3 separate regions of the Mus musculus genome follow, and all the other regions are linked to region 3. The links are chromatin contacts, called in public HiChIP or PLAC-seq maps. All regions are on one chromosome and are shown on one strand. The core of a region is the stretch at or near the end of the contact, and the rest is flanking DNA. Distances in the headings are between cores, read along the strand shown.

Region 1 (4,612 bases), core at 1,088-3,587, 620 kb after region 3:
TCGTTTTGTTTTTTAGTTTCTGCCCTTCGGATTGAAAGTTGTTCTGACTGACTTCCTGGGTGGGAAGTAGAGAAGAGAGAGGCTGAGTCAGAGTGGATCCTCTCTTTACAGGGCTGAGGTATCCCCACCACAGCTTTGGTAGCCAGAACTGCTAGTACCAGCGAAAACAAATCTGCTTTTGTTGTTAGGGGAAGCCAAAGTCTAAAAACTGTGTGATTTAAGTCTGTGAAAAATAAACTCGAGACTAAATAAAGCCATCTATGTGGAAGGTTCACTGACAAGGGGAGCTGTGAGTTGTTACCTCTTTAGCAGTAAGCAGATGCTTATTTTTAAAGGAGCTGTAATCACAGTCTGAGAGATGTAACCAACACGTTGCTCATTAATAACCACATTCTGAGAATCCAAGCAGCCTTGTTAGAGGTTTGCCCTGCGCTCAGTTCACCACCCTGGTGGGGACCTTCTGACCAGGTTGAGTTACGACTCCACCAGCTAATTGCAGCTTGTTTTGCATATGTAGTTCCCTGAAATAAAACCCACTTTTGTTGGAAAAAAAAAAAAAAACAACCAAAACCAAAGCACCATCTATTAAGCTTAGAAAAAGATGGCAAAGATTTGCCACTGCTACATTTTAATAACATCATATATCTTCAAAAACACCTCCAGCTCCATTAGCTCCCTGCAGACAAAACAGGCCTCAGTCCAGTGCATAAACGATAGAAAAAAGTCTACACAGTGCAGAAACCGTTTCTCAGAGTTGTGTGTGAATTCCAGGCAGGCTGCCCTGGTGCCACGAGAGCCGATAATGTTGCTCTTATCTGATAGAAAATGTCTGGTTCTAGAGCACTCTTAAAACTCCCCTGCAAAGATAATATTTTTCACTTCCAAAATATTTTCCACGCCTGCACAGGCTAAGTGGAGTGCTGCAGGTGATGCTGACGAGGCTTCTGCCTGCCCCTTTCTGGTAGTCACACGTAGACATTTTGATTCAGTTACAGTTAGTCGTGTGCGTGTGCGTGTGCGTGTGTGTGTGTGTGTGTGTGTGTGTGTGTGTGTGCGCGCGCGCGTTCTTACTGAAAGCTATAAACAGAGCCCACACTCAGATTAGTTTAAACAACAGAGTAGATATTTTTGTTAGTAATGGATGGGAAAAAAATCATCCAGGCATATGAATTTGCTTTATTCTCTAAGAATATAATACCTCTGGAAAATAATTCCTTGTGGTTGTATATACATTTCCATGTTGTATATTAAAGAATATTCTTTTGTGGCTTTATTCTTGAGTGGCAGGTTATCATGGCTGTTTATTTGAGAGAGGTGTGTGGGGGGGTGTTATCTTTACAGCATCTTGCCTAGAGCCCCTCAGTAGATGCTTATAAAGTTCATCTTTAATTTTTTAGAGAAATGGCACAAGATCAGAACCTAGATATCCAAGATCTAATCCAGTTCTAGTGTTGGTTTTTTTTGTACAGTTAGGTTGATCATTTGCTCTGAGCCTCAGTTTCCCCACATCGCTGTACTCACTAAGGGATCAGGATTTCTGGTGAGCACAAAAGACCTCTGCCAGTATTTTTCACTGAGAAAGCTTGGTGTAGTTTCCTTGCCTGGCACACTCACACTTTGGGTATCTGCTAATGGCATCTGAGTGAGACGGACCACTAAGATTGTGGCATAAAACCAAGAAACCCAGATTCGGTACAGTCCTAACTCCGAAGTACTTTGGACAAAAAAAAAAGGGGGGGGGGTGAGATGGTGGGATGTGGTCTTCAGTAACTTTGTGGCAAACCAATTTAGGATTCAGCATAACCAAAAGAAACAGTGCCACCTGCATCACTTAGTGGCTGTGCTCAGCTGCAGAGCAGAAAATGTTCATGGGCTTGGCTGCAAAGTGTCTCCCTCCCCAGACCCTCCACTGGGCTGTTTGGACCTATAAAACCGGGAGAATTGGGAATTTCAAAAACATCCTTCCCATCAAAAACATCCAGAGAACAAATTGTGAACCTGTAAACTGTTTTCCCTAAATTCAAGGGTGTTTAGCCCTTAAAGAAATGAATGACCCCTAGAAGGAAAACAGTCGTGGTCGGGGAGGGAGTGGGGGCGGGGGAGTAAAGCAAACAAATGGCAAAGACCACTATTGTGTTGTAAAGAAAATGCTTTGGGGCTTGGAGTCTTTATACAGGTAGATCTTTTGGAAGGCAGAATTTTGAATCTGTACCTTTCCTGCGGTTAAAAAGGAACACAAACGGAAAACAAACCGGAGATTTCTGTGCCACTGCGTCCCACTCCTTCCTCTGCTGCAGAGCTGCTCTGCGGAATGTGAGAGCGACTCACAGAGCCACAGCGCCACCTTTCTGCACGATGTGGGAATGACTCTTCACACTGTGCGAGGCCTGTTGACTGGCTGGCTCAAGCCATTCTGTGGGCGAGCCTCAGGAAGGAAACAGCTCCTGGACGCTCAGATCGTAAAGGCAGAGCAGCAGAGGCCAAGAAATGAGTTTTCTTTTCTTTGGCCCCTTAGCAATTAAACTGGTAACTTAATCGGATATTAGGGACCGTGAGTCATAAACCCTATGTTTAATTAGTTTGCACCCACTGAGTCATTTTACATGCTAGACATTTGTAATTACAACCTGCTGCAATGCAGCAGGGTCCTGAGCATTTTTTTAATTGTGTCATAAGATATTCTTCTCGCTGCTGAGTCTTTAAAAATATAGAAACACTCTTAGTTGAGATGTTTTTCTTTTCAATTTTCAGTTGCAAATCAAACATGCAGTTACAGAAGCAGAGATTCAAAAATTGAAGACCAAGGTAAGCACCGCTCCGTGGTGTTTGAATTGTACTCTTTAAACTTCAGATACTCTGGGAGTAATGGATTTGCTCCCGTGCACTTGAGAGCATATTTCCATGAGATGGTCATTTCCAACATTAAGTACATCGATGGACCTGTCTTGAGACTGAGCATAACCGCACATAACCAGAGAAGGCCACAGGGCACTTGGTGTTTTAAGTAGATTTAAACTGTTTAGTCTCTCTGAAATTTCATTAAAAATAATATTTTTAATGGCTCAAGCATCTGTGTATTAATTTCTAAAATATAAGCTGGTATAGCAAATCTCCTTTCTGTCATTTACCTTATAATAATTTCAGCTAATTTACTGGAAGCAATGTATTGTTTTAATGTGGAACATTAATTTCTTTTTAGGAAAAACTTCCCATGTCTAAGAAGTAAAGTTATAAGCTCATTCTATGCATTGTGTAATTAATTTAGATTCAGCTGCTACTGGAAATCTTGAGATATACTCACTTCACATTATTTAAATTTGTTGAAGAGAAAAATATTAATAAAAGAAAATATTTTTAATCTCTATGAAATAGTGAGACATCAAAGGAAACTGTAAAATTCTTGTACAAGATACAGTTCTAGCTATTGTTGTTCATTTCTATCAAATGTATGTTTTCAGAGACTTAAAAATATCTTCAGTTGCTTTCAAACGATGCTGTATTGTTTCCATAGTCTTTTTAAAATTACAAAATAATTATTGCCTACGTCGAGTGATCTGTTTTCTGATTCACAGTGAATACATGCTTTGGGTTTTCCATGTGTTTTAAATGGAGATGAGTTAGCTGGTTAAATGGAGATGAGTTAGCTGGTTAAATGGAGATGAGTTAGCTGGTTAAGTGGAGATGAGTTAGCTGGCTACTTTGGTTAAGTGGCATTCCTGACTAATACGCTCTGGAGCTCTCTAGTCAAAGCTTATTTCAGCATCATTCATGGTGTCCGCGGCGCACCGTGAATTTTAAGTTTAAAGCTAGCAGGGCTGGTACCTAAACAACTGCTATAAAGCATTCATTAAAGATGCTGTAAAAAACCAAGCCCTTTTTATCTGAAAACTGTTTTTTGACTTTAAAAAGCAGATCTTATAAACTGTTGGTTACAAATAGGGAAAAGAGCCCCTGTGTTTATAAATGCTCCCATAGACAGGCTTAGGCATTTATTTATGAAGAATTAATTTAGAAAAGTCTACAAATTACTATTTTATATTTTCCTTTTAGGTTGGTATATGATAACACTTGAAAACATGTGATTATTATCAATGTTATATAGATTTCTTCACTTCAGTGTTTGGGACTAATCTTTACTTTGTAACCTCTTGTCCACATGTATTTAGTAAAATACTTTTCACAAAACTATTCTTGTGACATAGAAATGTGTACATTTGTGTGAATGTGTATCTCCATTTGTTCAATGCTCTATAGAATGGGGATGTCATTTGAACCTTGATAGCTTTGTACGTAGAAAGGGTAGACAGAGTAGCAAGGTGAAGAGAACGTGGTTGTCAGGGCAATTTAAACCCTCATCTGAAACTCAGTGTCATGAGTTCTGTATTAAGAGCAGCGCTGGACCGGCTTCCTCTTTCCTGGACTCTATAACCAAGAGGCCCAGAAAAAAAAACTGCACTCTGTGTTTCTAAGAACTTCCAGAGACAGAAACTACACAGAGCTGTCTTTTTGATCCGTTGGAGGGATTTAAATTAACAGGACAACTATTAATGCCTTTATTTTTTCCCTGTCTTTTATACATAGTATAAAGTAAGGTTTGAAAAGCTGTAGATGT
Region 2 (4,748 bases), core at 1,967-4,466, 950 kb after region 3:
TTCTTTTCTTCTTTTCCCCTCTCCCTCTCTGCTACCTATGAGTAAACAAAGATGGGATCATATTAGCCATCTTCCTACACCTATTGATACACCAAGCCTTTCTACCGTGATGAACCATATCGCCCTAAAATAAGCCCTTTGTTCCTTAAGTTGTTTTTGTCATGGTATTTTATCATAGCAGCAGAAAAATGACAAATACAAGGCTGTGCCAGGTAGGGTTATGTAAGTAGATGCCATGATGCTCACACAGCTGTTACAGTCACTAGAACTTATATCCTTCATTAAGCAGCACAGCTGAATATGCAGCCTATTGGATATTTCTCTAGAAAACTGTGACTTAATACATTAGAAAAATCTGCTCTAAATACTCTTACTTAAGTATTTTGTGGCCATATTTTAATTTTTCACAGATAAAGAGAGTTTAGTGAGCGGAATTATGGTTGTCTGTAGGTGCATAGTTTCTGGGATGACAACTTGGTATCAGAGAACCAATCATGGAACTCATCCTAGAGGAAGACTAACCCACTCCCTGAGAAATCATCAATTGCTTCAGTTCTTCATCTTCGCTTGGAGCTCCATGAGATTTTTCTTATCCGGAATGGCATGTCAACTGGCGCTATCATTGCTGACGTCCTGTTTAGGCAGCTCTACTGCTGAAATCTCATGGGTGTCTTTGTTTCCCTGTCATTTCTAGAAGACACATCTCCTAAAAGATTCCCAGTCCTCTGTCTGTTCCCACCCTTTCAAGTTTACTAGATCTTGGGTGTAGGGGTTGTGCTGTGGATGCAGAGGGTGGATTAGTGTTCCTCAAGGAGGCGCTCCGGGATGGGTTCTCCAATACCAATGGGAGCTGTGGCCCCCAGCTCTTGTTCTAGCATATTGGCTAGTAGTGGCTTACTGTAATGGTCTTTGTGTGCTGCAAAAGAAGAGCTTCTGTGGTGAGGAGCGAGAACTTCACTTCCGTGTGGATGTAAGGCTGAGGACTGAGAATGCAGTCAGAATTATGCTGGCTTAGGAAAACAGCAGGAAAAGGTTCTTATCTAATATCCATAACCTCATTAGCCATGGGCAGTTGACTGTTTATAGTATCAGGAGTTGAGGCCTTCTATTGAGAGGGCCTTGTGTCCCATTCGACAGTGGTTGGTTACCTCCAAGATATACGTAAGTAGCGCTATTGCATCTTTAGGGCTATCTTGCTCTGTCTGTCTTTTTCTATTTTTGTGGTTCATAGGCATTTAATCTGGGGAAGACTATTATTGATTGATTTCCTCTCTTGACAGCTTGCTTGGTACCTTCTGCCACTATGAAAGTTAGCCCTCAAGTAGGATGTGTTTGGACCAGTTCCAGGCTAATTTCCAAGACTTCTATGTTCAAAATACACAGTGTCTTTTTCAGCAGCAGGAACTTACTTTCAACTTCCATAAGAAACTGTCAAAAAAAAAAAAAATCCAAATGCCATCCATTTTCTCTTCCACCATCAGTATCCGAGGTCTCATCGCTGAGCAGTCTCACCCATAGTTAGGGAGGTTAGTTTTCCCACCTTTAACCACGCTGAGCACACTGTGGTTGTCTCTGGAGTTTTAACTTCAGTTTCGCTCAAAGTTAATGATGTCAAATAAATTTGACTTGCTATGATAGTTTATTGTGCTGTCAGCCTTCCTGGGTGAAAAGGCACTTAGAAACTTGGCAAGACAAACTTCTGCGAAGGTCTGTAAAATTCTGTCCAGAGATGACTGCTGTGTGAGGCACCATAGAGCGAGAAGGCCCTCCTCACATGGGAGTGGCACTCTCAAGCAGGCTGGGGCCTCACTGGAACAAAAAGTAGGAGAGAGAAGCCCATTCTCACACAGCAGCGAGGCCTTTCTGAGGGACGATGTTATTTGTTGCTGCCATTGCTAGGGACAGGGGACACTTGATACCAAGTCTTGTGACTGAAGGAATGGTGTGTCGTTTGTCATTGCTGGTTATTTGAAAACGATGAGCATGTGCTCACAGAGGCCTCAGCTAAGTGCTGCTGGCAGAGTCACCATGAAACAGTTCATAAACTGAACCCTTACTTCACGCTTGAGGAGACAAGAACTGCAGAGTTCCACGACTTTTTTTTAAATTTATTTATTTATTATATGTAAGTACACTGTAGCTGTCTTCAGATGCGCCAGAAGAGGGCATCAGATTGTGAACCACCATGTGGTTGCTGGGATTTGAACTCAGGACCTTTGGAAGAGTAGTCAGTGCTCTTAACCGCTGAGCCATCTCTCCAGCCCCAAGTTCCACGACTTTATCAAGATCATGGCGTCATACTGTCGAATGTGCTGATCATGTCTGGAATTCCCACATCTATTGTTTTCCATTTTTTGTCTTTAGTTATTAGTAGCTTGATGAATCAAACACAGGGATCATCATTAATTCTCTTACTTCAGTTTGGGGGGGGGCTATAAATACAGAGATCTAGTGACGCTGACTGAACAGACAATTTGATTTATTTGTACTCCAACCCTACGAATACTACAGTTTTCATCATCTAGATGATGAAACTGTAGCACAGACAAATCATGTCATTGTCCAGTGTCACACAGCTAATTAGAAGTGTAGATAGGATACAAGCTTAATTACAAACAAACAATGTCTGCTCATGTTCTGTGTTGTTACACACACAAACACTCATATACATATGTACAGATACATATGCACATATTTAAACATATACATCTCTCATGTCATAACTAACTGTGGTCCTCTTAAATTTGAGAGGTTTATGGATCAGGAGGGAGAATTCCAGTAGAGCTATGACACAGGAGAAAACTGCACGGCAGGAGAGGGCTTACAGGAAGACTGCAGTCAGTCAGCACAGGGCAAGACCTTGAAAGAAAAATCCACAAGGAGTCACCGGATAACTTGCTAGCGGCATATACTGGGAGGTGGAGAAACGATCAACTTTGAGAAAGAAAGTTCTGGCCCGTCTTGTTTATAAGAACTGGTGTGTGGCAAGGAAATCTGGTCTCTGATTTAGATACCCTACAATACTTAGATTACTGTTTTTAAGGTCAGAATCCAGAAAGAGAAGCTAGGTTGTTTACCACTTTTCTATTCACAGGGAGTGAGCCCTCTGAGGCCCAGCAGGGACCCCTCACGCTAGCTGATTAAGCCTCCTCTACTGGGATTTCACCTTCCAGATAAGGGAGAGTGAGACGCTGAGTCGCTGAGTCATTGTCGCCTACTCGCTGGCTTTGGCGGACTGGTGTTAATCTGTGTTATTTTAGCTCCCACAGGGTGAGTAATGTGGCCAGCCAGAGGAGCTCATGGGGGGAGGGGGGGGCGGCGGGAGGGGAGCAGGGGAGCAGAAACAGGTGCGAGACCATCTCTTTGCAAGTGAGTATTTTTGAATCAGGATTTACTGGAACAGTTAGGCTCCCTTAAACTTTATTTTGGCCTCAATTGAATGAGTGTCACAACCATACCAACAATGTGCCTTGGACACGGTGTTGGGTGGAACTTGCCGATCAAGTCTGAGACCTCCTGACACTCCAGACAAGAAATAATTTGTTACAAGGAACAACTTCATTTGGTGGTTGCACAAGCAAACATGTTTTTAAGTTCTTTAGGCACCCGGCAGGGAACATGTCGTTCTGTCTGGGAAGTAGCCAGAAAAGTATGAGAGAGTTAGAGCAATGCCAAGAACAAACAGCCAGGCTGCTTTCTGCTCAAACAGGGACACTGTGTGGTGCTGGACGGCCTATCCGTCTTTTCTCCTCCCTCCCATACTGTGTACATTGCTCTTCTGCTCTTCTCAATCCTTGGCTCGTTTTAAAATTATTACTAGAGGCCAGTATCACCCCAGGCAAGTGCAATCTTGCTATCCAGCCATATGTCAACAGGTTCTTGCTTCTTTCATGTAGTTTGTGTTTCCGGAACTCATACCATGAAGCTTTAGGGTGGAGCCAGGAGAGATCAGCTGTCACTTCTCCCTCCCTCCCATCCTTGCCACAGATTGAAAATAAAGAGTCTCAGAAGTCAAGCCCCCATTCTCTCTTTGTTCTCGCTATGGCAAAGAAGCTTACGGACCCTTGGAATTCAGCTAGTACCACCGAAGTTAGAGAAAACTTGGCTTTGACTCCAGAGCCTGCACACGCCTCCACCCTTTCCTGAGTCTTCCGCTTTCCCAGTGTATCACCTTGATTCAGCTACAAACCCAAGTTTATCCATGGTGATCCCTTTACAACAGTGCCAGTAAAAAACCAGCACTATTTCTGTTTACTTTAAAAAGAAATATTTGCAAAGTGAGCTTTTTCAGACATTCCTTATGTTTATATGAGGCATAGTTTCTTGTTTCAAAGTTGTTAAACTGACTTTCTAAGTCTCGGTCCCTTTTATTAGTTTTGAGACTTCCGATAACCAAGAAGTATCTATAAGGTGTCAGCCACCGAATTCTAAAAATCCTTATTATTCCCATCCATTCTCGTATTCATCCATCCAACAATCCATCCTTCCGTCTGTCTATCCATCTGCCCATCCATCCATTCACCCACCATATTCTGTGTGCTTAGTGCCTAAGTGTGAATACTACCTTTTATATGGTAGAAGAATAGTGTAAAAAAATCTATTGCAATTATGTGATGAAAATCGACGTATATACATATATACTTACCACTTACCAAATAGCTGAAAATAGAAAAGTTTAGGAGAGAATGACCTTGGTGGTTGTAAAAGATTCAGCAGGGAAAAATGCAAAATTTAAAGAGCCACGCCCA
Region 3 (4,996 bases), core at 521-3,020:
ATGAACCAGAGTCCTCAAATGTGGCTACCATCTTTAGTTCAACCGCTAAGTGACCTCTTCCCTAGACTTCCAGTTGAGAACAACTGAGTTTGAATTTGCAAAGCTTTTCCCCTTGACTTTCCAAAGTCACTGATAAATTCACAAATGATCTTTCTGCTCCTCACTCTACGTATGTAGGCTGAGAAAACATTACTCCTAATAAATGGGGATATTCCCCTTCTCTTGTCTCCGTTCTTCCCAGGGTTTTAGTAATTTGCCGACAGATTAATAACCTAGCTGCAGAAGTTACCACTTAACTCACAGAATTGGAGCAACAGGACGCTGATCATTATATTCACACAAGCACTTTAAAGCAAAGCTCCACACAGAGTCAGTTAAACACAGCCGATCAACACTAATGGACTTCTCCCCATGATAAATGATGGGTTCTTTCTGAATATCCATCTGGTGGGAGGGATCAAGTCTGTCTCTTTTTTTCTGTGTTCTTAATTCTTCTTTTACAAAGTAGCCTTGCAAATAGTTCCTTGTAAAATCGGGGGAAGAGGGGAGAGTAAGAGAAGTTTCTCTTTTCTGATCTCCTTCAAATTCATGGCAAGAAAAATCCCAAGAACTGTAGTTTCTATTAAATTGAGAAGACAGATGTGTCATAGGGAAAGAATTCTCTTCAACAATAGCAGCAATGCCACATAGCTAAGCAGCTGGAACCCTGCCTGACCATAGCTCCACAGCCCTCCCCTTCCAAAAAGAGGCCAACGTGGCTCAAGAGGCTCCTCCCCAGGGGAAGCTGTTGCTCAGCCTCCATCCTAGGACCAATTCTTTCATGCATAGCAAAACTTTCATGAAATCATGCCCTCCTCTCCCTCCTACTTCCCACTCCTCATTTTCATGGATCCCCCAATTTTTCTCTGTGAATCTCCTCCCACACACACACCCTTTTTCTCCTGGGCTTCAGCATCCATCGTAACTAGTTAGCTCCACTCACATTATCCACTATTTTACTCAAAATGCGAGGATTACTCTTTGCTTTATCTTCAAGAGAAGTGGAGAGAGCCAGACAAAGGAAGAAGAGGGAGAACAGGAGAGGAGATGAGGGGGGAGATTAGAATGGGGTAAGGGAGAGAACAGGAGCTGAGAAGAGCGGGAGAGGGGGAGAGAAGGATTCAGACATTCTAAACTCTCTTCCTGAGTGCTATTTAAAGCAGTTTCCAACCTGGAGAGAATGTAATGCACAGTTCCTCCATGTGTTTAGTTAAGGACCTCATGAGTCTTGTGGATTTCTCCACAACCTAAGTGGTTATTATGCTGACCCGAGGGTGTGCCATTTGGTGGGACACTTCATCTTATTGTCCCTGTTTATGTGTAGCAAGCAAGTTCAGTTCTGTAAGACACTGATTAGAGGGGCAGGAAAATTGTTCTCTACTGTGCCTTGTGTACAGCAAGAAGCTGTCCAGTGTTGTTCACATAATTGAATGTGTGGAACTTCCCAGCTTGCAGGTGGGGTCTTCAGTTCTACCTCAGTCTCTTTGGGAGACTACCACAACTCACCTTGAGTAATTAGAAAACAGCACAGAAGTGGCTGCGCTTCCTGAAGACTACAAAGGAGCTGTTGCCTGCTTCTCTTAACTCCATCTTGGGCTCAGCTGACCCAAAAGCGGCTGTCTTTGTTTACACCAGATTTCAACTTTGCAGGCAATCTTACTAAGCAGAGGGAGGCAGTGGGGGATGGTATTGGGGGTGAGTTACTTAGTCCAAGTCCCAGAGCTGAGGGTGAGGGAGATGCTGTACTTTCTTACCAGCTGTTATGCATCAAGAAGAGACAGGCTTGTGTAACCCTTTCTTCTCCTGCACGTTTCAAGCAAAAGCCAGGCACTCACTGAGTTTTGTAAAGATTTTCCCGTGAAGACATACACACAGCGTAATTCCATGCAATAATTTCTGTGTAAAGCCCTTAGTGCAGTGTACCATTGTTTGTGTCTGGGTCTTGAATTGTCACAATTAAGTGTGAGCACACACACAATGTGCTCTTTAGCCAAAGTCATAACACTGCTACCTGCTTCCCTTTGAAAGAAAACAGCCATCTTCTCAGGAAATGTAAGGGGGCAAGGGGTGGGGGTTGGGGGGAAGGACAAGATTGTAAAAAGCCAAAAGCCTAGGGCTTGGAGCTGCTTTGGCCAAGCCTAGAATCTATTTAAATGCCCTTCCCTGAAGGGTTAAGTGTGGAACACCTCCCAGGAAATGACAAATGGCCAGAGTTCTGCCCACTCCCTTCCCCCCATCTTCCAGACATCAAATACTTAGGAACTGTTTGGCTTGAAATGGTTCCTGAGACTCATACTCACAGAACACATTCTTTTTACTCTCCTCCCCCAGCCCAGTACAGGCTGGAGGTGGCTGGCGGGGGTAGGGGGGGATGGGTGAAGGGGGCAAGCTTGACATTCTAAAGATAGAATCTCACAAAACTGTCCACGTTGCTTGCTGAAGGGAGGTTGGGAGAGAAGAGAGAGGTTGGAGGAAGAGACAGAGAGTGAGAAAAAAAGAGAGAGGGAGAGAGGGACAGGGGGAAGAGAGAGAGGGAGAGAGAGGAGAGGGTGAGGAAAGAGAAAGGAAGAAGAAAGTAAAGAAGACAATTTATGACTCAATGCAGTATCTCTCAATAAGGAATATTTGTCTTCAGTTTTGCTTCTTTGCATCGTGAATTCTTGCTGTAGCTTTCATTTTATGATTTTTCTACCCCAACAATTTAATTTCTTTTTATCACTACCCCCATGGAGTTCTTCTATGAAGTCTGTGGTCCTTAGGTGCCCCTCAACCAGTAGGTCAATCCAGAAGCCCTTTTTATCCTGTACATGCTTGGGGCCCACCCTAAAGATTCTCATTCTGGGGGCTGGAGAGATGGCTCATCAGTTAAGAGAACTTGTTGCTCTTACAGAAGACCCAGGTTCAATTCCCAGAGTTTATATAAAGGTACACAGCCACCCACAACTCTACTTTCAGGAATTCTGGCATGCCTTTCTGAGCTTCATGGTTACCACCCACACATGTTGCACATACATACACATACACATACATATACATATAAGCAAAGCACTCATACACATGAAATAAAATAAATCAACTTAAAAATATTTGCATTCTGTCCAAAGTCTACTTTGGAATCTTGGGATGAAAAATTCAGCTCTCTAATGAGGTTAATGCAGAGCTGGATTTTGCATTGTGTATACACACACACACACACACACACACACACACACACGTGCACATACCTCCTCTTAATGACACTGTCAGAGAAGAATATTTAACATTGAGAGTGCTGCTTACAGGCTTTAGATATGTAGCTCAATGGTAGAACATTTGCTTCAAGATTCTCTGGCTTCAATCCCTGACCCTATAAAATAATAGGTAGATAGATAGATTAGATAGATAGATAGATAGATAGATAGATAGATAGATAGATAGATAGATAGATAGATAAGTAGTTGTGGTAGTTGTGTTTGTAAGTCCATTGTAGAGATGTATGGATTTACTTTTATTGCTACATTTGTAAACAAACAAAAAAGATCCTACTGCTCTTACTTGGGAGCACACAGTTCATTCACACTGGATATAATCTAACTTACTCTAAATGGCACCTCTCTCAAGAGTCATTAAGTCATCAACATCTTCGACTTGTAATTTTAAGGTATTTATTAGTTCTCCTTCATCATCTAACATTGACTCTCTTTCTTATCTTGATACCTCATTCTCCTTTGGATCATGAGAAACCTACTAAGCCATGTGTCTTTCCCTTTTTCTTTTCTCAAAATCCTTATCTACCTTGTGTCTCAAAAATCCCCATCAAATCTATCCTTAACTAATTTGAAATCCATCTTCACAAATTCTGACCTAGACTGTTCAGTCAGTCACACAGCTTCAGTGAGATTTCCCCTCCAGCCAACTCCAGACCTGAATCTCTCTTTCCTGACCTCCCTCTCATGGTCCATTCCTCACCCCTTACTGCTTACAAGGTTCCTTTACTTCAGTTCCCCACCACATGATCAGAGTGGCGTGTTCTAGGGGGACTTAGTCTTCCCTCACATTCCTGCTCTTCATCTGATGAGTCTTGGTTCTATAGATGGTAGCTCCAGCCTCTCTGCTTTTGAAGACAAAGTAGTCGTGTCAAATCTGTTTTGTATTGCTGGCCTTCGCCACCCAAACTGGCATCCAAAGCTGAGAATTATTTCATACAAATGCCTCAACTCAGTCTTTATCTTTCTATTCTTACTACAAGACTTTATTTTTTTAAAAAATGGTATTGTCTCAAAAATGAGGGAAACAAATTTGAAGACCACAGAATCTACTGAAGGGACATGGTTCAGTGAGAAACTTGACTAATCCTTGAGGGTTAGGATGGAGTTAGTGGAAAGATGAAAAACAGTATAGATCCAGATGTAGATCAGGTGAATGCAATGAAAATTGGTTTGAACCAGGCAGTAGTGGTACAGGCCTTTAATCCCAGGCAGAGACAAGTAGATCTTTAAGTTCAAGGCCAGCCTGTTCTACAGAACAAGTTCTTGGACAGCCAGGACCACACAGAAAAACTTGAGGTCTAAAAAGAAAGAATGAAAATTTCTTCAAATACAGTCAAGTGTGTTTATTAATCTTCTAAGGTCACTCCTTAATGAAAGATGCCTCCAGGTAATCATACCATTATAACTTTGTGTTATAATGTCATGTGTATCAGTTGGCACTACATGTGTCCTTATCATAGAACACAGTGGAAATGACAATATAAAGCTGTCCAGGGTAAGAAGTAAGTCTTGTAGTACTTTCTTTTCTTTCTTAAAGTCTTCTCTCTAGAAGCCAGTAGTAGGGGATCTCGTTTTTGTCTAGGGAGCCAGATACAGGTGTTTCTGTCAATAGTTCAGCTGAGTCTAGCTGTCTAGTTAGTTTTGCTAATTGTCAGCCTGGAGAACCAGCCATCTTGGATGCTTCATAGCAGATCAGTTACCAGATAATT

Evidence for each region. HiChIP or PLAC-seq counts read pairs in DNA pulled down with a chosen protein or histone mark.
Region 1: a contact with region 3 is called in an H3K4me3 HiChIP or PLAC-seq map of embryonic limb bud, with 5 times the contacts expected there. The contact joins two enhancer-like sites. A contact is called at or near these places in 3 of 115 datasets of contacts at active chromatin or transcription factors (craniofacial prominence, embryonic limb bud and embryonic stem cells).
Region 2: an H3K27ac HiChIP or PLAC-seq map of the NIH/3T3 cell line shows a contact between it and region 3, with 2.8 times the contacts expected there. The contact joins two enhancer-like sites. A contact is called at or near these places in 1 of 39 promoter capture datasets (hippocampal neurons) and 2 of 115 datasets of contacts at active chromatin or transcription factors (the NIH/3T3 cell line and embryonic stem cells).

The regions. Positions count from the first base shown.
Region 1 is chr6:5,108,249-5,112,860 of GRCm38.p6, forward strand. Ppp1r9a (protein phosphatase 1, regulatory subunit 9A) reads left to right here. Exons shown (of 16, transcript NM_001363809.1): 8 at 2,752-2,805. Among named protein-coding and RNA genes, the nearest start is that of Gm46949, 43 kb to the right of the region's middle. Within about 2 kb of position 2,338, at least 212 of the 459 cell types and tissues checked have an H3K27ac peak or open chromatin away from gene starts, as enhancers often do. A contact at or near this core is called in craniofacial prominence and embryonic limb bud, where this site is marked.
Region 2 is chr6:5,439,680-5,444,427 of GRCm38.p6, forward strand. No RefSeq gene overlaps it. Among named protein-coding and RNA genes, the nearest start is that of Asb4, 52 kb to the left of the region's middle. Within about 2 kb of position 3,217, at least 173 of the 459 cell types and tissues checked have an H3K27ac peak or open chromatin away from gene starts, as enhancers often do. A contact at or near this core is called in the NIH/3T3 cell line, where this site is marked.
Region 3 is chr6:4,487,806-4,492,801 of GRCm38.p6, forward strand. No RefSeq gene overlaps it. Among named protein-coding and RNA genes, the nearest start is that of Col1a2, 15 kb to the right of the region's middle. Within about 2 kb of position 1,771, at least 124 of the 459 cell types and tissues checked have an H3K27ac peak or open chromatin away from gene starts, as enhancers often do. A contact at or near this core is called in the NIH/3T3 cell line, craniofacial prominence and embryonic limb bud, where this site is marked.